Linked DNA regions of Mus musculus: all the other regions are linked to region 4. A link is a contact called in public HiChIP or PLAC-seq, Micro-C and promoter capture Hi-C data. All regions are on one chromosome and are shown on one strand. Each heading gives the region's core, a stretch centred on a gene start, on an enhancer-like site or on the middle of the called end of the contact. The rest is flanking DNA. Distances are from core to core; before and after follow the strand shown.

What was found. Promoter capture Hi-C pulls out the DNA fragments that hold promoters and counts their contacts. Hi-C and Micro-C count contacts between places; a contact is called where the count stands out from the background. HiChIP or PLAC-seq counts read pairs in DNA pulled down with a chosen protein or histone mark.
Region 1: a Micro-C map of embryonic stem cells shows a contact between it and region 4, with 6 times the contacts expected there. The contact joins the promoter of Mgarp here to the promoter of Maml3 in region 4. A contact is called at or near these places in 1 of 39 promoter capture datasets (hippocampal neurons), 1 of 484 Hi-C or Micro-C datasets (embryonic stem cells) and 4 of 115 datasets of contacts at active chromatin or transcription factors (the NIH/3T3 cell line, the SCID.adh cell line, extraembryonic endoderm stem cells and 1 more).
Region 2: a promoter capture Hi-C map of the 3T3-L1 cell line shows a contact between it and region 4, with 8 times the contacts expected there. The contact joins the enhancer-like site here to the promoter of Maml3 in region 4. A contact is called at or near these places in 7 of 39 promoter capture datasets (the 3T3-L1 cell line, 3T3-L1-derived adipocytes, HPC-7-derived erythroid cells and 4 more), 2 of 15 datasets of contacts at CTCF or cohesin (both in the NIH/3T3 cell line), 1 of 484 Hi-C or Micro-C datasets (embryonic fibroblasts), 15 of 115 datasets of contacts at active chromatin or transcription factors (the 230-238 cell line, the NIH/3T3 cell line, T-cell acute lymphoblastic leukemia and 12 more) and 1 of 9 other capture datasets (embryonic stem cells).
Region 3: a contact with region 4 is called in an H3K4me3 HiChIP or PLAC-seq map of bone marrow-derived macrophages, with 3 times the contacts expected there. The contact joins the enhancer-like site here to the promoter of Maml3 in region 4. A contact is called at or near these places in 5 of 39 promoter capture datasets (the 3T3-L1 cell line, the C10 cell line, cranial neural crest and 2 more), 1 of 15 datasets of contacts at CTCF or cohesin (large pre-B cells), 19 of 484 Hi-C or Micro-C datasets (B cells, CD4 T cells, CD8 T cells and 15 more), 28 of 115 datasets of contacts at active chromatin or transcription factors (the 230-238 cell line, the SCID.adh cell line, T-cell acute lymphoblastic leukemia and 20 more) and 3 of 9 other capture datasets (adipose tissue, embryonic stem cells and liver).
Region 5: an HNF4G HiChIP or PLAC-seq map of pancreatic cancer cells shows a contact between it and region 4. The contact joins the promoter of Naa15 here to the promoter of Maml3 in region 4. A contact is called at or near these places in 4 of 39 promoter capture datasets (the C10 cell line, the HPC-7 cell line, hippocampal neurons and 1 more), 3 of 484 Hi-C or Micro-C datasets (CD4 T cells and embryonic stem cells), 9 of 115 datasets of contacts at active chromatin or transcription factors (the NIH/3T3 cell line, the SCID.adh cell line, embryonic stem cells and 6 more) and 1 of 9 other capture datasets (liver).
Region 6: a contact with region 4 is called in an H3K4me3 HiChIP or PLAC-seq map of forebrain, with 6 times the contacts expected there. The contact joins the enhancer-like site here to the promoter of Maml3 in region 4. A contact is called at or near these places in 6 of 39 promoter capture datasets (the 3T3-L1 cell line, 3T3-L1-derived adipocytes, cranial neural crest and 2 more), 3 of 15 datasets of contacts at CTCF or cohesin (the NIH/3T3 cell line and large pre-B cells), 13 of 484 Hi-C or Micro-C datasets (the Ba/F3 cell line, the HL-1 cell line, the HPC-7 cell line and 9 more) and 28 of 115 datasets of contacts at active chromatin or transcription factors (the 230-238 cell line, the NIH/3T3 cell line, the SCID.adh cell line and 22 more).

The regions. Positions count from the first base shown.
Region 1 is chr3:51,394,698-51,398,465 of GRCm38.p6, forward strand. Mgarp (mitochondria localized glutamic acid rich protein) reads right to left here and starts at 1,850. Exons shown (of 4, transcript NM_026358.3): 1 at 1,730-1,850. The coding sequence starts at 1,811.
Region 2 is chr3:51,516,219-51,520,070 of GRCm38.p6, forward strand. It overlaps Setd7 (SET domain containing (lysine methyltransferase) 7), which reads right to left. Exons shown (of 8, transcript NM_080793.5): 8 at 1-3,852. Among named protein-coding and RNA genes, the nearest start is that of Gm36008, 7.2 kb to the left of the region's middle. Within about 2 kb of position 1,918, at least 97 of the 459 cell types and tissues checked have an H3K27ac peak or open chromatin away from gene starts, as enhancers often do. A contact at or near this core is called in bone marrow-derived macrophages, where this site is marked.
Region 3 is chr3:51,538,672-51,542,234 of GRCm38.p6, forward strand. All of the region lies in intron 3 of Setd7 (SET domain containing (lysine methyltransferase) 7), which reads right to left. Among named protein-coding and RNA genes, the nearest start is that of 5031434O11Rik, 20 kb to the right of the region's middle. Within about 2 kb of position 1,655, at least 49 of the 459 cell types and tissues checked have an H3K27ac peak or open chromatin away from gene starts, as enhancers often do. A contact at or near this core is called in B cells, CD8 T cells, T-cell acute lymphoblastic leukemia and 7 more, where this site is marked.
Region 4 is chr3:52,103,185-52,106,667 of GRCm38.p6, forward strand. It overlaps Maml3 (mastermind like transcriptional coactivator 3), which reads right to left and starts at 1,822. Exons shown (of 5, transcript NM_001004176.2): 1 at 495-1,822. The coding sequence starts at 959.
Region 5 is chr3:51,413,779-51,417,696 of GRCm38.p6, forward strand. It overlaps Naa15 (N(alpha)-acetyltransferase 15, NatA auxiliary subunit), which reads left to right and starts at 2,238. Exons shown (of 20, transcript NM_053089.3): 1 at 2,238-2,598. The coding sequence starts at 2,545. LOC108168868 (a long non-coding RNA gene) reads left to right here and starts at 2,605. Exons shown (of 2, transcript XR_001783830.2): 1 at 2,605-2,996.
Region 6 is chr3:51,582,422-51,586,321 of GRCm38.p6, forward strand. No RefSeq gene overlaps it. Among named protein-coding and RNA genes, the nearest start is that of Setd7, 24 kb to the left of the region's middle. Within about 2 kb of position 1,345, at least 31 of the 459 cell types and tissues checked have an H3K27ac peak or open chromatin away from gene starts, as enhancers often do. A contact at or near this core is called in the N1E-115 cell line, the SCID.adh cell line, forebrain and 1 more, where this site is marked.

The DNA of each region.
Region 1 (3,768 bases), core at 600-3,099, 710 kb before region 4:
TGGCCCAGGCCTTTAATCCCAGCAATTGGGAGGCAGAGTTAAGAGGATCTCTAAGTTTGAGGCCAGCCTGGTCTACAGAGTGAGTTCAGGACAGCCAGGGCTACACAGAGAAACCCTGTCTTGAAAATTATTAGTAATTATTCAGTAGAAGTAGACTTGCCTATGGGGCCTTAGATAGACCTTAGATTCGATCCCTAGTACCACAAAAAAAAAAAAAAAAAAAAAAAAAAAAAAGGTGAAAATTAAAATAAGGTCAGTTCCCCTGCATCCAGGACTACTCACTGCACATTTATGTCTTATTTTGATCTAATGGGAGGAGTGGGAGGCAGAGGATGTAAGAAAGTATGATGTCGATGCAGGACTCAAGGGAGTACAGGGGGCTGCAGCCAAGCCTCAAGACCTAGTTCAGTTTCTGGTACCCACTGCCTCTTGCAAGCTGACCTCAGAGCACATGCAGGTTCTGATGGGTGCGTGCCTATGCCTCTAAGCCTGTGCTTGTGGGAGAGATGGGGTGGGGGAGTGGGGGGGAGGGAGGGATGGAGAGAGAGAGGGAGAGAGAGAGAGAGGGAGGGAGGGAGGGAGAGAGAGGGGGGGGGGAGGGAGGGAGGGAGAGAGAGAGAGTTTTCTGTGGAGGATGAGGTCAGTCTCATCTCTTTCTTTATCTGAGCACCAGAACAGTCCCCATTATAATCAGTTTAAAATAAATGGCGTCTCCTCACTTCTGCAAGTTGCTCTCTTATGAGGTATACACATACAGAGGGGAAAGGCGTTCTAGTACTTGTGGGAAGACTTCTTTTAAGCATCATTTAAAAGAATAGGTGACTAGATCTCTTTCTTGAGACCATCCACCACCAACACAGGCCTAATCAAAGCAGGGTGAACAAGTGCTTAAAGCAAAGCAAAGCAAAGCAAAGCTCGCTCTGGCTCATGGATTTCCACAGGCGTTTTTCTGTCTTTCTCAGTCAAATCTTTGCTTTGGATGCTGCCTCCGATGCCCCAAGGAGTGGGGCAAAGTACAGAATAATTAACTTTCTAGTGTCCAAGATCTGTGCCCCAGTGAGTGATGAACAGAGAGGGTGGGCAGCTAGGAGAGGACCTGCAAACCAGCCCAAAGCCTGTAAGCTCTTATAGTCCAGGATGCTGCTTCTTTAGAAAATTTCCAAGAGCGCATTTCCTCACGCATTCCCTAATCCGAAGCTGACGGAGCTGCAAGCTTGTCAGCAACATCAGAAGAGTACCCCGAGGCCTCACTTCGAAGGGATGATCAGGGCCACAAGAAGCCGGGGGTTTATCACCGCCAGGGATCAGTGAACCGACACTTCTTCTAGGGCCCACCTGCGAACACGTGAACACCCCACGTCCACCTACCTATCCGTTCCTTCACCTCTTCGGAGAAACTAGTGGTTCATTGAATAGAAAACCGTGGAACTCTAGGAGAAAGCCAAACCCTCTTCGAAGTGGTTCTTTTCACTCCATATCTACTGATCATAACCCACAGTCACTTAAAAAAAATGAAGGAACATTACTTGCCGGAGATCAGGAATTCAAGACTGGAACCCAGGAAGTCTAATTTGGATTCAGAGGCCATCCTGGAAAAGGTCCTTATTCCCAAAGTTTCCAAGAAATTCGGAGGGCTGGCCTGAGACCCTCCCTCACTGTTCCTTCACTGGCCCAGGGTTCGGGGCGCTGGTGCCCAGCCTGGACGGGTAGAGAAGTGTGGGACACTCACCGTCCTTCCCCAGCGGCGCGGGACCCGGGGGCGCCCTCCGGGGCAGCGCCAGAGTCTTGGACACAGCCCTGCGGAGATACATCGCCAGATGCGCTCAGATTCAGCAGCGGATCAAGCAACCCAGGCTCAGAGGGAGGAGCCAGGGAGCGCCCCGCCCCGGGTGGGACTCCAGATCCCGTGCGTCCCAGCCCCGGGGGATGTGGGAAGGGGATCGAGTTAGTGGTTAGCACCTTGGTCCCCTTACCCAGCTCTAATAGAGTTGCAGTCCCGTGCTCCCCAGCAGTCGCTTAATGGCTGCATCTCAGAAGAGGCTAGGGAGCTTAGAAGTCGCTGTTACGTGCCTGACCCGCTCTGTCCCATGGAGTTATCTCCCGAGCACGCAGGACACGTTTAGAGAAGCGCGCTTGATTCAGGATTCATGCGCAGACGGAATGTATTCTCCAGGTGGAAGACCACTTTATTCCACACACTGTGTTAGCATTCCCAGGAAGAGGTAGCGGGAAACTTAAGAGACGACTTTACAGGCTTATGATTAAAGGAAGGGTAAGGTTTCCCCCTGGCGATGGCTGAGTTCTAAGCCAGCCAGGACTTTTAAATATAGGGTAAAGAGTTTATCTAGCATGGGTTCGATACCCAACAGCGCATAAAACCAGACATGGTGGCGCAAGAAGTTACTCCCAGCACTCAGAGGGGGAGGTAGGATGCTCAGGAGTTCAAGATCTTTGAGGACACCGTAGGCTACAAGAGACCCCGCTTCAAAAATGAATGAATGAATGAATGAACCACTGAAGGCACTAGGCGGTGGTGTGTGTGTGTGTGTGCGTGTGTGTGTGTGTGTGTGTGTGTGTGTGTGTGTGTGTGTGTGACCAAAACAATCCACTAACAGGAAAGTTAGGTAAAGGGCTCTCTGGGGGGAGTAGCAACCGCTCTTAAACACTAAACCATCTCTCCAGTCTGAACTGTGAATCTTGTTTTTTTTTTTTTTGTTTTGTTTTTTGTTTTTTAATTTATTATATGTAAGTACACTGTAGTTGTCTTCAGACACACCCGAAGAGGGCCTCAGATCTCATTACGGATGGTTGTGAGCCACCATGTGGTTGCTGGGATTTGAACTCAGGACCTTTGGAAGAGCAGTCAGTGCTCCTAACAGTTGAGCCGTCTCACCAGCCCCGAATCTTGGTTTCTTGAGACAGGTTTTCTCTGTGTAGCTCTGGGTGTCCTGAAAATCGCTCTGTAGAGCAGGCGAGGCCAGCTGTTTTCAGGAGCCAGGGCTACACAGAGAAACCCCGTCTCAAGAAACCAGGATCCCTGCCCCCTGCCTCCGCAGTGTTGAGATTAAAGGCATAGGCCACTACCACCACCACCACAGAGCGTTGTGAGTCTTGTAGACCCGAGTAAAGCGACTGAGGAAAGCTCTGAAGCATAGTCGATGCGTGATGTATGCTCAGCCCGATGGAAGAGTCAGTGCCGGGTCACGATTTCTCTGCTCCTTTCAGTCTGGTAAGTGAACATAGTTGCATCTGTATGCCCGCCCCAGCTGGGAGAGATGGTATGTCTACACTGTGAGCTTCAGACCTACTCTCTGGGTTCTTTTCATATTTTAAAGAGCCGTTTCCCAAACAAACACCCAAGCACTTTGGTTGTCAGTTTCACTGAATTTTCAGCTGCTTCTCCATCACCCCAGGGCATTTTTGTTAGTTTCTGCTGTAGCTGACTAAAGGTGCAGACAGTTCCCGGCTGCGGGACAGATTCTTCACTGCCCTTGAGAAAATCCTTGACATTTTTCTGTTCTCTTTCAGAAAACACCGAGGGTCAGAAATAAGTTGGCTTAACTCAGATGACCTCCAGTTAATCTTTGGTTGTTGATAAAGACAGAAATTTGAAAACAATGTTAAGGTCCAGTGCCAGCAATAATCATGATTTTGTGGCTTATGTGCTGGTAATTTAAGGTCTTTGGGGTCTGGAGACCAGCAAGTCTGAGGACCAAGTTGGATCCCCTGGATTCACATAATGGAAACAAAAGAACCATCTCTTGAAGA
Region 2 (3,852 bases), core at 668-3,167, 590 kb before region 4:
CCAGAGCTGAGACTGGATAAGGACTGTGCTGAGGATGGCCCCTGCCAGCGGCTGCTCGCCTCCTCCCTCGAGGAGAGGGAGGTCAGAAGGCAAAAAGCATTGGTAACTCTGTGAAGTCCCACCCCGGGGTCCAGACCCCAACTCCACTGAGGGTAGCTTCCCTGACATCGTGACTAGGCAGTTAGGGGTGGCGAGTGAAGGTAGCCGGGAAACCCAGCTCCGAGGTTTACAAGTCTGGCTTCTGATTCTGCTGCCCTGCAAAAATAATTGTGCTCGTATAACTGCACCGGTGTCTCTAACGCCTCGATTCGCTCTCAGGCCCCTCAGAGGCCTGCGGGAATCACTAAAAGGTAAACACGTCTCCTTTAGCACCGAACTTACCACCAGAAAGCGGCTGAGGCACTGGGGAAGCCTACCTCACATCGGACGCCACCCCACCAGGAGGTGGTCATCAGTCAGAGCGGTTTGTAGGCTTTTTGATTTCTAAAAATGAAAATTGATCTGCATTATATCTCAATAGACTCAGATAATTCTCACCAAAAATTTTTGTCCTGTGTTTAAATAGCACTGGAATAATTCAACTTCATTTAAATATATTCATTCTACCATGAAAATATTTCATACAAACAGCTATTTACATACAAACACATTAAAATTTGTGGAAAGGGCTCCACCCCTGCGGCTTTATGGCTTGAAATAGTTTCATTGCTTTGAATATGTATGCACATGTTTGGCAAAATAAAACTTACAAAATTGAGTCTTTTTGAAAACAAAAATCACCACCCCTCCCCTCCCCTCCCCAACCCCGGCAAAACCAAACCAAAACCAAAAACAACCCTCCAAAACTAAAACCCAAAAAACACTGACACCAAAGCTTAAAATTTTAGAAGGGAAAGCAATCCAAGCCCCGCTGCCCCGCTGCAGCAATGCAAGCCTCAGGGCGGGAATCTATCAAGGTACCTCCCTGTACCTGGAAATTGAAGATATTTGTGAACCTTTGATCTGCAGCAAAGAAACATTGCGACTCTCCATCTTGCAACATAGTTTTGCTTGTTTGTCTAAAATAAAAGATGTCTGGATTCTAAATCTCTACTTTGAAGACAGAATTTGAGGTGGCTGTTTGAGAATAACCAAAGCCTAGAACTCTTGACCTTCTTGGAAAATGTAGAAGTGCATTTTTGCAGTGAGAAATTTAGATTTTTTTTCTTAAACCAATTAAGTAAAATTAATAAAAGTGTCACATACTGTCTCACGAAGACAACCTTTTATTTCAGTGTTCACAATTGACCCTTCCACTCCCAGTACTAGGGACGTAAGCCAGGGCCTCTAGCTGCTAGGCAGATGTTGGACTTTGAGCTGTATTTGCTGCTCAACGCAACTTTAATTGTCACAATTAAATGTTGTAAATGATTACATGGCCTTGTTGGTGTGTGGGTGTGTGTGTGTGTGTGAGGGTTGGTGATAAGGAAACAGTTTTTCAAGACTGATGAACCCCAAAGGGGAATGAGGCTGAACTCTAGTCCCAGTCAGGTTCAAAGAGGCCTTGACAAAAAAAAAAAAAAGGTTTCCTTTTTAGTTGCTGGAGAGGTCAGGGATTGAGAGGATTAAAATAAGAATCTGTACTAAGAAACTCAAGTCTTCCGCCTGTTACTCTGTAACCTTATCATTCTTTTGTGTCCTAATTTCAGTTCTTTCTTTTGCTTCTGTTAGTTCCAGCGTATGCCCCAGTTAGGGGGGACGTGCTCCATGGATTAGTTCCTAGTCCTAACTCCTAACTCTAACACAAGGCAATAATAGTTCAGCATAGGAAAGATGCTAAAGATGGGTCAAGTCATGCAGGGTTGGACTGAGACAGCTCTGAATGAGGCCTCTCGAGACCCGTGCTGACGTCAGGCAGGTAAGCCCACAAGCGCCAGCTGTCAGGAAGACAGCGCACAGTTCTTTTTCTTCTCTACCACACAGAATCTCAATCATGGCTGTTTGTGATTATGATCCTGAGAGAAGACCAGACTTGCCCGCTTCCTATGTCCTTCTACAGTAGAAGGCACATTCGGAGGCTTTTCTGTTTTGGTTCAAGCAAGGAGCAAACCCCAACCTCCCTCAGCAGCTAATTCTCTATGCAGCGCCTATGCTGTCTGCTTCTCTTCTCCACAGTGAGGTTCTGGCCTCTTTAACAGTTGCAACCTATGACTAAGCAAGTTACCTATGCTTGGTAACTTGGAGAGAGGAAGAGAGAAGGGGAGGGGGAAGGGGAGGGAGGGGGAAGGGAAAGCAAGGGAAGGGGGAGGGGAGGGAGAGGGAGAAGAAGAGGGAGGAAGAGGGAGTAAAAGGAAGAGGGAGGGAAAGGAAGAGGGAGGGAGAGGGATAGAGAAGGCGGAGGCAGGGGCAGTGACTGGAATGGGTCACAGTCAGGGAAAGGCACAGAGTCCAGCAAGAGAGAAGAGGAACTTAAGACATAAGGAAAGAGGTGGAGCAATCGGCTGGGCTGCCATTCTGCACACACACACCCAGGCTTCTCACACAGCAGAAGAAAAGGAGCTGAAAGGCACCAGGAACCCAGGGCGAGGGGAGACAGGGAGGCTCGGCTCTGAGGGTCTGCTTCCTGTGTCTAAGGGTCACCGACACATTGCTGCTGGGTTTGAAGTCCAGTGTGTCTTCCTCCACTGTGGGATGGGAAAAGTAGATCGGTTTCCCAGCCACATGTGTGTGTGTGTGTGTGTGTGTGGAGGGGCGGGTGCGTGCCATGCTGGGTGTGGTCAGAGGCTAGCCTTCAGGAGTTGTTTCTCTCCTACTATATATGTCCTAAGGCTTAACTCAGGCCATCGGCTTGCCAACAGCACCTTTACCTGCTAAACGTTTTTTGCTGGCCCTTAAGCCCCCCCAAATTGTTTTTGAGTCCCATTTGGATGAGATTGCTAGAGTAGCCCTTTAGGATAGAGGTTGAGCCCCTACAGCAACTGAGGCTAAGGTTCCATCCCCAGGTGTGAAATCCTGTGAGCCTGGGCGATTGGAGGTGGAACCTGTTCTCTCGTCCTCCGTCCTCCTTCTCATCTGGTCACTGAAGTTCAGCCATTGTTCTCCCCAAAGCAGCCAACTCTCTTTGGGCACATTTACAGAAAAGCTCCTCTCAGAATCTGAACCCACAGACTCAGCCTCCTGTCAGAGTTTACTGAATGGTGTCTTTCTACAGAATAGAAGCCATCCTATCCTGCTGACTTGCAGTCTGAAAACTATTCAGTCCTCTTTGCAGGAGGCTCCTCGAAAGTCCAGAGGACGTTTCTCCCGAGGGAACTCGCTCCTTAAGCTTTCAAACAGGGATGTGACTAGCACTCCCGGGCAGCATCGTCACCTGGGTGCAGAGCCTGACGGTAGGTATGTCAGGAAGCTTGTGAAAGAGCCCAGGGGTGGCTATCACAACTGAGGGCTGAGTTCTCCACCTGGGGCTCTTGATGGAAAAGCTGTGTCGCAGCCCCAGATAAAGCACTCCTGAAAGTTGTGAAGACCAAGATGCAACTGACCACAGAATATCAAACCGCTCTCTACCTGTCTCCTCTCTCCATTTCCACCTACTCCCAAGCATCTCTCCCCTTTCCCAGAGCCCTTTATTGCAGCTTGGAAAGCTTTAGCTTTTAAGCCTAAACCGACACAGGCCACAGGTAGCACTGTGGACAGCTACCGGCTTCAGCAACTGTTGTTCCCAGGCCTTCTCGGTGATGGACACCTTGGGGGAGGGGAGTGTTCCCCAAACTCGGCATTCATTCAGAGCGACCCAGTTACATTACAGATCTAATGTGCTAAAGTAAAATAATGGGGTTTTCTCTGTACTTCTGCAATTGTGATTACATATGGCTT
Region 3 (3,563 bases), core at 405-2,904, 560 kb before region 4:
AGGACAAAGGCCAGAGAAATTCTATGTCTTGGCAAGTGCCAGGGTCACAGTACGTAACCAACAAATGCTTGGTGGTTTAATTTTGTGTGTATGTCCCTGTGTGCACTTGTATTTGCATGGGTAGGCATGCGCCACGGTGCATGTGAGGTCAGAGCACAGCCTACAGAAGCCAGTTCTCAACTTCTGATACATGGATCCCAGGAGACCCATCCTTCTCCGGTTTAGTGGCAGACACCTCTTCTCACTAAGTCATCCCATAAACACGTTTTAGTTGAACTGGGGGCTACCACAGTGTTGTGGATAATCTAATTTAGGAAGCAAGAGATGTGGCCTCTGCTGGAAGTCCTTACTGCATAACTTACCAATCAAAGTCCCTTGTAAGCTTGCTAAACAATTTGATAGCATGGTGCCTTGGATAGCTTGGTTAATGTCCTGGGCTCAAAAATCTAGGAACAGTTATACAAAGTAGCAATGCAGGGTGGCACTCATGTGACCGTCAGTGTTGCTATTGGGACAGGGATAAGTGGCCTTACCTACACGAGTCACACAGATCGACACAGTCTAACCGCTCTTTGGTGGGGGAGAGATTATAAACTAAAATAAATTTCAGAACCTATGAGGAAAAATGTATAGCATCATTTTCATGGGCAGACAATGCTCTTTGTCCTTCTTACTAATGCTGTGTCCTTTCTGTACCATCTATCTTCAGGCTACTACTGCTGAGCCACAGTGTGTTAGTGCATAGTGTGTGTTATTCTTACATGTGGTTAACTACCAGGAGCTACCTACCACATTACTGCCTATTTGAAGCAGACGTAAGTCTTTATTTAGGGCCTCACACTCTTTTCTCTCAAAAGCTGAATTTATTACTTTGCACTTATAAAACAGAAATCCTTTGGTTTTCTAAATAATAAAAGAAAATAAAATGCATTGGAAGCTAAAAATCAAACCAAACCAAACCAATTTCTTGGGGCTGCACACGGTGCCTTTTGCTAGTGTTCAGCTAGCATGATCGTGTCCCTGGGTTTGAGTCTCAGCTCTGCATAGCCTGAGTTGGTGGCATGCACCTATAATTCCAGCCTTTAGGGGGCAGAGGCAGGGGAATCAGAGGTTCAAGGTGCTCTGCAGCTACACAGAGAATCTGAGGCCAGCCTGGGCTACACAAGACTGTCTCAAAAACCGAAATAACACCAGCAAAACCTTTGTATCATAATTAGAGGGAGATTTTTCAAAAGAAGCTGTTCTTAGAGCAATCTCACACGAACAATAGGCAGAATAGTTCTTTTACTACTCTTAGTTATTCGTGCTATGGCACAAATACTGCCCAGCTGCTCTATCAAGGAGCATGGGGAAGAGGCCATTGTCTGGTTCCTTCCGCTCGCTGGCTCCCCCTAGCGGGATCGGTGAGAAGGTAGGTCAAATGCTTGTTGACAACACATTTCTCTTTTGGGTGGGGATTAAGAAGATAAAGGCTGTTTGGGATGTCTCTACAATGGGTCCTAGGCACTGTCCTGTCAATCCCAGGACGGATGTCCCTCAGAGTCCCAGTGCTCGAGCAGCAAAAGGGACCTAGAAGCCCGTAGTGGCTCTGTGTTCCCATCCTGTGACTACAGTGATGACCAGCAAGCCAGTGCCTGACACTGATGCCCACTTCTGTACTGACTCAGCTTCCAGAAAGCCTCGGGCTGTAGTCAGCCCCTTCCACCCTCAACAGATACCGCATGTGCCATCCGCCATTCTGAGAGCTAGTTATTGTCTCCCAATGCCTCTTTCCCAACAGTCTTCTCTTGGTGTTTGATAAGACCAGAGGGTGAAACGTTGCTCCAGTGGCTGGCCCCGCCTATGTACCTGCAGCAGTGCTAGTTGGATAATGGGGGACGAGGGGGGAAAGAAGGGGTAAAGGACACAAAAGTGGGAGCTGACATTTTGGTGTCTGGGGGATTGGTGGACTGGGCATGCATATGATGAAGACACGCTCGCTGCATACACATGTATGATATCGTCAAAGAACACATAAAATGTTATTCTCTAAAAAATGTCACTTTTAAAGACATTTTTAGGTTTGACTACAGTCAGTGAGATGACTGTAGGAGACGGTCTCAGCTGTACCTTCCATCTCACCACAGGACTTCCGTCGATCCTAGTCACAAGTGAAATGACAGGGTGTGGGAGTCTCTGGGAATCCCTGTTTCGGCTGGCTCTCTCTCATCCTCTGCCTACACAGGCTCCGCTCACTTTTCTGACAAGTCTCTCAGATGTCAGTAGCACCCCAGCTCCAAGCAACATGGAGCTCAGCCCGGCCACTCGGAAGTCCTCTCTCACCCTTCAGAAACTGCAGGTACCTTGGTCCCAGTATCGGCTTCTCTGCCTCTACCTAGACTCTGATGTCTGATGGGTCAGAGCTGACCAAGATGCCTAAAAAATGCTTGGGAAGTCTTGGACAAAGAGTGACCACATCTTTTCCTTAGGGCACAGCTCTTTTTGAAAAATTTCATGTGTCAGGGGAAGGTTGGGTAGTGGGAAGGGGAGGGTGTTGGATCCCTTGGAGCCTCCAATACTGGGATTCAAACTCCAGTCCTCATGATAGAACAACAGGCACTCTTAACTGCTGGGCCATCTCCCCAGCCCCAAACTGTCAGGCATACCCGTCTCAGGCTTCCCTAGTAGCTGGGCCCACACATGCATAAACTGAGCTTAACTGATGAAAACACAAACAAACAATTGTGTGGCTGATCATGTGTGGCTCACGCCTCTGATCCTAGCACTAGGGAGGCAGAGGCAGGTGGATCTCTGAGTTCAAGGCCAGGCTCATCTACACAGTGAGCCACAGGACAGTCAGGACTAAATAGGAAACCCTTGTCTCAAAAATAAATACAAACCAAGTGTGTGTAGGATGACACTGGGTGTCCTGATCTACCACTCTCTGCTTTAGTCCCAGAGACAGGGTCTCACTGAACTTGAGGTATGCCAGCCTAGAGACCCTCCCATGAGACCCAAGTAAAAGCCTTGTGAGTGCATAAGGGACCAAGCCAGGCTTTTTACTTGCTTTCTGGGGATTTGAACTCAGATCCACTTACCTTTAGCAATATCTGCTGAACCATCTCCTCAGCCAATTAAATGATTTATAAAGAACAGTGGAGCTGGTGAGATAGTTCGGGGAGGGGGTTGGGGTTGGGGTAAGGGGGTTTGCTGTTTACCAGCAGGGGTGTAGTAACTCCAGAAAGACCAGAAACTGCTGAATTCAATCTCACATGTAAGAGACTAGATAAAATTAAGCAACAGCTGGGTGTGGTGGTACTTGCCTTAATCCCAGCACTTGGGAGGCAGAGGCAGGTGGATCTCTATGAGTTCGAGGCCAGCCTGGTCTACAGAGTGAATTTGAGGCCAGATGATTTACAGGGTAAGATTCTGTCTCTCATCTCCTCTTATCTTCCTTCCTGCCTGCCTGCCTGCCTGCCTGCCTGCCTGCCTGCCTGCCTCTCTCTCTCTCTCTCTCTCTCTCTCTCTCTGAGCCAGGGTCTCTCTACATTGCCCTGGCTGTCCGGGATCTCACTATGTGCCAG
Region 4 (3,483 bases), core at 572-3,071:
CCTCCTAAGGGTTCAGGGCCTGGCGCCCACTCAGAATGTGCGACAGCATCAATTTCTCCCTGCACCCGGCGGATGTGATGAGAGGGGTGGGCGAAAGGGGACCTATCTGGGGAGGCGCGGTGGTACAGAGAAAGGTGAAGGCGGGGCGCGGAGAGGAGCAGCGTGGTTTCTACTCCTGGGTTCACTCTGGTTCGCATCGATTTCTAAGACAAGGAGGGGGAAACTTTTCCTGCACCTCACTCTGGCACTAAAGCTCCCTCCTCCCCTTGGAGTCGTGACTGGCTTCTCTCCCTCTCATCCCTTCCTCCCCAAATCTGACAACCCTGACAGATTAACAGGTAGCGGCGGCGGCGAAAGCGTTTACCCTGAGAAAAGTTGACGTTAACCCTTCGTCTCCATCCCACCTCATCCCTCGGTGCAAATCAGACCCTCACAGCCCCCAAGCCAGGAACTCCACGCCCCCGACCCCAACGCGCACCCCAGTGAGCCCTCACCATGATCAGCGTATGGTTCCTCTGCTCGGCTGAGGCAGCCTCCGCATCTTGCTGGGTTTTACTCGGGTGCTGCTGCTTGCCGCTGCCGGCGCCCGATTTCTTGGCTCTCTGCTCCAGGGTCCTCTGATAGAGGCTCACGGTGTCCCGGCGCTCCAGCTCCAGCTGCTCCACCTGAGCCTGCTGATACCTGTTCTCGCAGTTGACGTGGTGCCGCCGGCAGCCCTCGATGCGCTGGCGGAGCCGCTCGACTACCGTGCTGTGCTTGGGGACGGCCGCCGAGCTGCCGCCGGGGCCCCCGGAGCCGCCGCAGCCGCCGGCAGCGGGGTGATTGCCACTCGGAGCAACCGGAGTGCTATTGGGAGTATTCACGCCGATCCCGGCCCCGCCGAGGCTGCTGCTCAGGCTGCTGTTGATGCAGATACTACTACCATTCGCGGCGGCAGCGGGGGCTGCGAAATCCCCCATCCTGCTCCCGGGGCACACTATTTTGGAAGAACTTTTTTTTTTAATCCACCCCCTATCAGCCTTCTCCTTGGGTCCAAGGATTAAAATAGTTTAAGTGGAACGCGGGGGAGACGCAAGCACATGGATGAAAAAACAGCGATCCCCACGGGGTGAAAAAAGGGGGAAGAGATTTTGGGGTGTTTTTTTTCCTTAAAAAAACTGTAAAGATCGAGGGGAGAAAAAAAGGGGGTGTTATCAGAATACCATCAGACACCTATCAACAAATAGAATCCCAACAAACTGAGCCGGCAGCAGATCGGCTTGCAACTCAAGGGGAGATCCGCTCCTCGCCTGCCTCCTTTTAATAATCCATTATTTTCTAATAAATTCCAGGAGGTTTCCGGTGGTTGGCAAGCATTTTCTCCCTACGTACCGAAAAACACACCCCATGTACACACACGAGCGTGTGCCTCCAGTGCGGACACGCGCGACACACACTCACTCCACGCCGCATCGGAAAACGGCGAGCTTGCTTATTGCATTTTCCTTCCACAAAAAAGTTTTGGTGTTTATGCCGCCCCGTGTTCTCAAAGTACTTTGGCTGCTCAGTTGCATTTCACAGGAGCCTAGACATCGAGTCCTCGGGCTGGGCAAGTAAACACATGGACAGTCCGAGGCGACTGCAAAAGTAGATCGCTGGAGTCCTTTGCGAAACGCCGCGCGGAGAGCAGCCACTAATGCTCGGCCAGGCTGCCGCTGCCGCCGCCGCCTCCGCCACCATCACAATGATCAACTGCTCGCCGCCGCCGCCGCCTCCTCCTCCTCCTCGCGCTCCTCCACCTCCTCCTCCTCCTCCATGCCAGCGGAGTGATATCAGGACGCGCGAGCTCAGTAAACACGGCAGCGGCGGCGGCTGGAGGCCGTGAGACAAGCCCGGGGACCCGGTGCAAAACCCGGCCCGGACTCTCCCCTGGCGGGAGCGGGCGCGGCGCGCACCGACCTGACTCCCGCCTCCCTTGCCCCCCCACCCCCTCCCCTTCCCCAATCCAGCTGCTCCCCAGGCTGGGAAGCCCCGACCTGCCAGGAAGAGGGGGGAAAACAAAGATTGGGGGGAATCTTAGGAGTGGATCACCTTTTGACCCGTGTGTGTGTGTGTGTGTGTGTGTGTGTGTGTGTGTGTGTGTGTGTGTGTGTGTGTGTGTAAGTGAGCGCGCGGCGCGCGTGTATGTGTGTGTGCGCGCGCGCGAGTGCGCGGGGACGCGCCAGGCTGGCTGTGTTTCCTTCTGCCCAGCGAGGTATCCAGCGAGCCCAAGTTGTTGTTATACATTTATGCATTATATTGCAGAAATGTGCATGACCAGGCAGAAACAGTGCAGCTTCCCAGCAGCTGTCATCCCCACCCATGTGAAATGAAATAGGCAAACGAGTGGCTTGTTTTCAAGGCCCAGAGAAGACCCTGCTAGTGAACTCTTGCTCAAACTCTAGGACCCTCTTTAACTCAAATAATTTTTTTTCCTTACGTTTATTTGTTTATTGGGAAGAAGTGCCTAGTGCCACACCCCACGCACGCTTAGAAGTCAGAAGACAGCTTTGTGGAGTCCTCTAAGGTGGGTACTTGAGTTTGAACCAAGGTTGTCAAGATCTGGGGCAGTCAGTCACCTTTACCTCCTGGAAATTTCATCAAAGTACCCATTCCTCAATGAACAGAACTAAGCAGTCAAAACAAAACAAAACCTTGGGATATTATTTATTTCTCTGTACATAACGACTGTGGTTATTATGACGATTATTGTTTTATTTATCCTTGAAAAAAAATAAAACCAAGCAAGCAGGGACTTGGAGGTGAGACTAACAGTACATTTAAACAGACTGTTTTGAACACTAGGTGCTAATGACGGCAGCAATTAAGGGTCCTGCCTAAATCAAGTGGAAAGATTGCAGATTTCATGCTTTAGAACTATAGAAAGAAAGAAAGAAAAAAAAAACACAGCATTTCACAGTTTGTTGTGACCAAAACAAAAACAAGCCAAAAAGTGTGTGGGGGGCAGGCTTAGCTTACCACTAGATATATTTTTTTATTTCAATGGATTCACATTCACAATAGCACGATTGAAATGGAGTAGCTGCAGAGAAGTAATCTCAGGTTTTGTTAATTATTATCACACATTATCTACCCAGACACTGAGTAGAACATCTGACAAGAAAGTTCAAACACCCTTGGCTCAGTCTTACACCATTGCCCAGAGACGTCTGCAAAAATGAAAAGGCAGAAATTGCTAGCACTTCTGGGGTCCCTGGGCTACAGACCTCGATGGTGGGGTGTTCATGAAACGGCTTTTTGAATGGATTTGGGGGGGGGAGGGGGTAAAAACACAGCCCTGTTTTCTAAAGTACCCAGGAATAAAAGAAGGCTGGGCCTTGTTTTTTGTATGACAAAACTTTTCCCGGGGAGGTGCGATACACACACCTACTCATTCCAGACAGAGAACCCACCACAGACCAGAGAACAGATGCCATCAAAGGTCCAACTTAAAGAACCAATGAG
Region 5 (3,918 bases), core at 988-3,487, 690 kb before region 4:
GTTAGGAGTACTTACTGCTGTTCCAGAAGATCTAGGTTCCTTTCCTAGCACCATGCTGGGTGGCTTGCAACCACTTGTAATTCCAGCTCCAAGGGATCTGGTACTCTGATCTCTGTGGGCACCAGTACACATGCACACAAACACAAAAACAGCTCTACAACACAACAGGTCCACCCAAACCTCTGCTGCTTAGACTTGGAAAAGTAACTATATTCTCGGCATTTGGAAAGCAAAGGAGGGTATGGGTTCAAGGTAAGCCTGGGCTACTTAGGGACACCAACCAACAAACCAATCAAATTACTAGTTGGTGGGAAGGGGATTAAAAGTAGTCAAGGGAGACAAGATGGTAAGGGTATGTATGTGTGTGACTATGATTGAAATATATCATGTACATGTATAAAAATAATGAATACCATTATTATGTATAATTAACATGCCAATAAAACCTTACAATTTAAAAAATTATTTGTACAATTTGAAAAAACAAAATTTGCATTTAGTGCTGTGGGTATAGCTAGCTTAATGGTAGAAGTGCTTATCTGGCCAGGCAGTGGCGGCGCATGCCTTTAATCCCAGCACTTGGGAGGCAGAGGCAGGTGGATTTCTGAGTTCGAGGCCAGCCTTGTCTATAGAGTGAGTTCCAGGACAGCCAGGGCTACACAGAGAAACCCTGTCTCAAAAAAACAACAACAAAAAAGTGCTTATCTGGCATGCATAAAGCACCAGGTTAGCTCTTCAACAGCACACACTTGTAGAAAAGCTATTTATTTACTTACATCTTTGTATGTGAAGGATTTTCTTCTAGGCTTATCTATTTTATATGCATGAGCCTTTTGTCTGTGCGAGCACCCTGTGTATACCTGGCCTCTTCAGAGGTGCTGGGACCCAGCCTAGGTTCTCTGCAAGAGTAACAGGTCATTTCCCCTATGAACTCCCTCTCCAGCCCAGAATTCACTTGTTATTTATGTGTGCCAACATGGAGGTTAGAGAACAACTCTTTGGAGCCTTTTCTCTTTTTCCATCTTCATGTGAGTTCAGGGGTCAAATTCAGGCTGTCAGGCTTGCAAAGTAAGTGCCTTAATCCACTGAACCATCTCACCAACTTAATTTTCCTAAATCTTTAGAGAGATTAGTGTTCAAGGATACCCCAGGATTTGCCTGCTCTAAGCTTGCTCCCTTTTTGGTTTTTAAGAGATCGAATTCCAGGATAGCCAGGGAAACACTGGGAAATCCTGTCTCAAAACAAAACAAACAAAAACAGACCTAAAGGAGCTAAACTGCTGCACATCTTTATGACTCAGGATGCACAGATTACTAGAAGGTCCACATGAGATAATCAAGGGTAAAATGGCTCTTGTGACTCAATGGCTTGCCATTTTGTAAAGTTTTATTGTTAACTGTAATGAAACGTCTGGATCCTCTTCTCTCTCAGGCCTGACCTTGCTCAGTGGAGTCTGGCCTCTAAGGATTGAGGATTTCTGTTAACAGGCAGTTCAACAGATACAACCCTAAGCATGAATTAGAAGCCAACTCCAGGAGTCTCGGCCCTCAACTCCACCACATTAAGGTGACTCACACAGCCAGTTCCTCAACCTCGCATTATATGACTTCAGCAATGAAATAAATATACCTCAACCTTCAGAGGCTCCTTTGGCAGTATAAGTATGTCACTTCGGATCTGGCCAACACCTTTCCTGGCTATCTCTAGCAATAGTCAACAAAAATCACTGATACCCTAGCCAGCCGGGGCCCATTTCATAGGTCAAGCTCTTAGAGGCTTTTCAAGATGATTAAGCCCTCTTTTTCGGATCGGTTCACAAATTACCCTTCGCTCCCTTCTGTACACAATACAGGCACTTGGGCCTAGAACCATTATACCTCTTCTTAAAACATCTCCATTTTGGCACTTGATACTCAAGCTATGATGACACCATCTGGGTGAGTCTACCCCACCGAGAGAAAGGCAGGCCGGTCTAGCGAGAAGGGGCAGAAAGTCTGTTTCCAGAGAGGAGGCGGCGGCGGCGGAAGCGTCATTGGCGGCCCTCCCAGGCACACGGCACTGGCAGGACCGGCAGAGCCAACTCTGAAATCCGCGGCTCCGCAGGCCGGCCCGGCCTCCGCGTTCCCGGCAGGCTCCGGTGCATCGAGGGTGGGGAAGAGCGGGTCACCGCGCCTGCGCGTTGGGAGGTGTGACCCGGGTGGGAAAGCCCTCCGAGTCCGCCATTTTGGCTGCCTCTGTCGGTCTTTTCAGTTACCACGTGAACCGCCGACGGAGACCCGGGAGGGGGGAGGTGGCGGCGGCGTTAAGTGAGAAAGGGGGAAAAGGAGGAGAGAGAGAGAGAGAGAGAAAAAAAAGAAAAGAAAAAAAAAAAGAGGCGAAGGGAGTGTCAGGACAGGGCGGGCGCGGCGACCCCGGAGGCCTAGTGGCGGCGGAGTGAAGGCTTCAAGGCTGAAGTGAGCTCGGGAACGGCAGTGGCGGCGGCGGGCGGACAAACGGACTGAGCGAGCCGGGCGGTGGCGGGAGCCGCGGGAGGAGCCGGAACCATGCCGGCCGTGAGCCTCCCGCCCAAGGAGAACGCGCTCTTCAAGCGGATCTTGGTGAGTGTGAGGCGGCGAGCGGGCACCGGGGATGGTTTCGCTGGGAGCCGGGCCTGTCAGCCCCGAGCCCGGGCGGGCGAGCGGGCACCCGGCCACCCCGCGGGGACCCCACCTCGGCTGTGCTGGCTGGCGGGGCGCACTCTCAGCTCTCGTCTCGCCCCGGGAGCGCCCCCACCTCCGTCCGCGCGCCGCGGCCCGCGGGCTTCGAGGCCTCGGTTCCGGACTAGGCCCCGACTCCCCGGCATCCGCACGGCTCGGCTGCCGTTTACCCTCCTAGAGCGAAGGGAGGAGCAGCCTGGCCTTGAGCGGGGCAGCGGGCCGCACGGGCCGGGAGTCGCGGCCCCGCTCCGGACAGGGATTCTGCCGGCTGGTCGGGGTGGCACCCTCGGAAGGAACAGGTGGTGTGGCCGAGGCAGGGACTCATTCATTGCTTGAAAGCACTTCTCCCTCTCCGGCCCCGTCCCTCCCTCTTCCTCCCCATCTGGGATTCACCGGTCCCCGCCCGGCCGGGGGTCACTGTTGGACTCGAAAGAATGGACTCTTGTAGAAGCGGAGGCTACTCTGTCACCTCCATCCAGGCACTTGCATACTTGATCCTGCAGCCCCTCGGCCTCTTTTTTTGGGAGTGGGAAACGCAGCATTTGTTTGTTAGTTGGAGAGCAAAACGGCCCCACCCCGACACCCTTCTCCGGGAGGTGGGACTCATTTCTAGGGGCGGTCCGGTAGGAAGTTTCAGTACAGACTCCCCCTCCACCCCTTACTCTGAAGTTTTAAAAATAGCGGTGCAAAAACTTAGCAGGAGATAATAGAAGTGTCTTCTAAGATGGATCTTGTTGACGCTATCTCAAACTCATCCCCTGTGCTTCAGATGTTTGCGGTTTGCATAAAAATACACGCAGTGATAACTTGCGGGGGTATGGGCTTGAATCTGTTTACATTGTAAACTATGCCCTGCTTTATCGGCTCTGTCATTAATACATTGTAGCAGTTTTTGTTGTTAGTGTGAGGGTAGCTTCTTTTATACAAACTTTTTTGTGCGTGAAAGAATTAAGTGTATTCGCCAAACTTGACTTGAATTTTGGAGTGTGTGTGTGTGTTAGCCTTTTAGATTGCAGTTATAATTCGTTTGACAACAAAATAAGGAGATTAGATATTTGGCTTTTTCTTTTCTTTTTTTTTTTTTCTTTTTTCTTTTTCTTTTTTCTTTTTGGCTATTTATGGGCCAGAGAGATGGCTCAGTGGATAAAAGCAGTCATTGACTGTTCTTCCACAGGTCCTGAGCTGAGTTCCCAGCAACCACATGGTGGTTCTCAACCATCT
Region 6 (3,900 bases), core at 95-2,594, 520 kb before region 4:
GATTTGTGTTGTTCCGTGGGGCACACGTGGAGGTCAGAGAACAGTTATGGGAACCTTATAGGAGTCAGTTCTTTCTTTTTAACTGTGTGACTCCTGGGAACTGAACTGAAAGGTTGGCAGGGTGGGCCTTTACCTGAGCCGTCTTGGCAGCCCAACAAATGATTTTGAGAGTTTGGGTTTTCCTTTTAAGACAGACAGACAGACAGACAGATACAATCTCTGATTATATTTCACAGGTTTTAATAAGTAGGATTTTCCTTATTATTTGCTAAATGATCTGGCCTTTTGTCTTTATTCATGGAAATGGAGGATTTTTAGACACAAATGATCCATCATCTTTAAGCCTTGCTGTTGGGTGATGCTGGCCTGGATGCTACTTCTTTTTCTCGAGGCTTCTGCAGATTAAAACCAATAAAGCCTTTTAACAGAATTCCTGTGTCGTGTGTGCTCAATAAGGCTAAATTGCCCTTCTCTGCAGTTTGGGAGGAAATGGAATTGGAAGATGGAACTCCGAGTCCTAACTCTGCCACTTTTTATTGGTAACCAAATAAATAACGCGATTTGAGCCTGGCTTCGTGTACAGCTGTAAGGCTGCTCTGTGTTCTCTTCTGTGCAATTTAGGGCTGCGAGGAACTTGGAATTAGTTTCAATTAGGCTGGCTTAATGATTTCTAGGCCCACTTGTTAGTTGAGTCAGCTTGGCCTTGGGACCTGGAGATGCTGAGTACAGCTCTTGCCGCAGTCAAGCTGATGCCGTGGCTTCCTTGTATCTTCCTGCTCCACACAGAGGAGAAAAACATCCAGACGACCCTGGGCGCTCATTTCCTCCATCTTCTTAGGATAGGCCCTAGGGTTGGCTGGAAGAGATGGTAGCCTGGTGTCAGAGCAGGCTCTGTGGAGACTCTTCCAGGAGGGGCAAAGCTCTCCTGTCACAAAGGTCTCTCCTGCTCAGTTTTCTGGTTGATTTGGCATTTCCTGTCCACAGACTTGGAGATTGTCTTGGCTGTCTCTCTGGTGTGGCTGCCTTTCTGTGACAGGGACCTTACAGCTGCCATAACATGGCTACTTCTTTGCCTGTAGGTTTTCAACACCTGTCCTGCTTGTACAGCCCATATGATTTGATGGCCACAGAGACATACTTTACACCTATGGTGTCTTATAATCCCATAACAGATGATACTATGGAAACGGTGGAAACACCCGGTGCTCAGAAAACACCAGAAATTCCCCCTGAAAGAAGCAGAGAAATAAGTAGAACTCCAACTGCTTTGGTTTGACCCAGGATTTCAACTCCAGGGAGCCATTCCCATCCTAGACTTCGCGGTTTTCCTGTAGGTGGCGCTAAAGGGTCTGATTCCACCAGAGTCTGTTTCTTATGACAAGATTACAGCAGAGGAAAGTGTATGGAACACCATTTCTTCTTTGTCCGCTAGCCCCACGAGGGTGAGCGGCAGCCCCGAGGTAACATGGCGATGCCACAGGAGAAAATTAACATACGGTGATGAAAATATACTTCTTTGAGGAGTGATTTAATTCTAGACAGATTCTGCTTACACAGTCTCAGAAGAGGCAGGAACAAGTGTACAGCCAGCAGCAAGGCCGTCCCTCGAGGTCCCAGTGTGGAGATGAGGTAACCCATGGCTTCTCCACCCCTCACTGCTCCTTTGATAGTTATTTCCTTGATTTCATAGGGTAATTGTGGGCCCTGCAATATCTGAATGTTCCTCAGCTTCCTGTTGACTGTAGGAAATAATTTGTTGGTGTCTGGCTGTCGGAAGTCCCCTGCGAGGCACATCTGGTTTTCAAAGGATCGACAGTGTGCGAGACCTCCCACTCTTCCTCACAGCAGTCTTACCCCCCACCCCCCTTAGTGCCTGCCATTCAGAATGTAAGCCATCAACTCCCTGTTCTTGCCACCGTGTCTGCATCTTGATGCCATGGTTCCCTGCCTTGGCAGACTCTTATGTTTTTCTTCTGTGAGTTGTCTGTTTGTGGTGGGGTGTCATAGCAATGGAAAAGAGACCGACATGCTCCACACGCTGTCTTCTGAGACCCGCTGGAGCACACGTTAACACATTCCCATCTTCTCTTCCTAGCTCAGCAAAAGAGGGATTCTCTGGAGTCCAGGTCACTCCCCAACGAACATTCTCCTTGGACTCAACTTTCGTTTGACTTATATGCTTGCCTTAGGGCAGCCAGAGTGATAATGGATGTCTGTGTGTACACTTTCCCAGGGGATGCAGGGGATGGTGATGCAGGGCGAATGGAGCTCTTGTAACTATGTGTCAGTTAGCTTCCATTGTAACAAGAACATAATTTAAGGGAGGAAGGGCTGGATCCACGGTTTCTTGGCTCTGTTGCTTCTTGGCCCCCACATAATCAGGCAGCATAGCATGAGCATGTGGCAGAACAAAGTGGGTTAGCTCTCAGATAGCAGTGTGCACTGGTGAGAGTGTCCTAAGGGAAAGGCATTCCTCCACAGATCAGCCTTCTCCATCCAGGCCCCACCTCCCAGGAGTCCACTCATCTAAGGTCTGTCAGTAAACTAATCCACTGTAGAAGTTACTGCTTTCCTGGTGTTTGCAAGCTCCGCTCAGAACTCACTGGCTGGCAGCTGGCAACTGAAGGCTGCTCGGGTCATAGCATGTGCAGCTGTGCCCTTCTCTCCATCTTAGCATGGATCCTGGGTACAGGGCCCAGGCTAATAGACTTTAAGCTGGACCTTGCTGCTGCGTATGATGGAGACACAGCAACCAAATGGCCCGCTCTTCTCCTATATCCTCCAGATCATACATTCCTTCTTCCAAATGCAAAACCTCCCCTCGTGCCTCTGGCAGCCAGCAATCAGAGACAGCCAAACTGCGAGTATCACAAATTATTTATCAATGAAGTGGCATGGTGTTGCCTGTGCCCTGGACTACTTGATGCTCCACCTTACCTGCCCTTGGGAGTTGGAGGTGAGGTGGTGCAGACTCCCATAGCAGGTGAGAGATGCCACAGAAAGCTCATCTGCTGCAAGCTCCCTTTCATACCCTCCACCAGCAGCACCCCACTGGTCCCCAGAAAGCATCTCTTTTAAACTGCAGTTCCCGATTGGCTGGCATTGTCTGTGTCAGCAATCCTTGGTCTCTCAGGCAGTCCTCAATCAGGTCCTCTTGTAGGAGATGTGGCTGCGAGGCCTCTGGCTTTTATGCCACTCTTCCTCCTACATCATGGAACCTAGCCTTCCCTGGGAATCTGTAAGGAGTCCCTTTCCCTAACACTGCCACATGGAATCCTGTCATGTTTTCTCTGTGGCATTAATATCTCTTCTAGTAAATCTTTGCCTAAATAGCAATCTGGCTCAGTGTTCCTTGTGAGTCCTGATTCCCAAACATCCAGCCTCAAGCATTGAATCCGTGAGCCTTTTAAAACATTTTATACCCAAACCACAACACACTGCAAAGCTGTACACCTCGGGCTCCTGAGTTGGAAGGGGTGATAGGAACTGAGAAGAAGTTGATAGAGGACAAGAAAGATAGAGTGAAGATAGAGTGACCTCATGGCAGAGAAGTAATATGGTTCCAGGATTTCCCAAGCTGCTTTCTTTAAAAATTTTTTTATTACATTTTATTATTTTGATGGTGGTGGTGGTGGTGGTGATGTGTGTGAAGAGGTCAAAGGACACCTTGCAGGGATTGGTTCCCTTCTTCTACTGTGTGTGTACACCAGAGATGGAACTCAGGCCCACAGACCTGCTATCAGGTGCTTCAAACCACTTCGCCATCTTACCTGCCCTTCCTAGATTTCTAAAAACTATACTTCACAGTTTGAAATCTAGGATCTGTGACTTTCAGTGATTCCTTGGTACAACTCAAACAAGGGGAGAGCGTTGATCTCATCAGACTGCCCCAGCTATGAA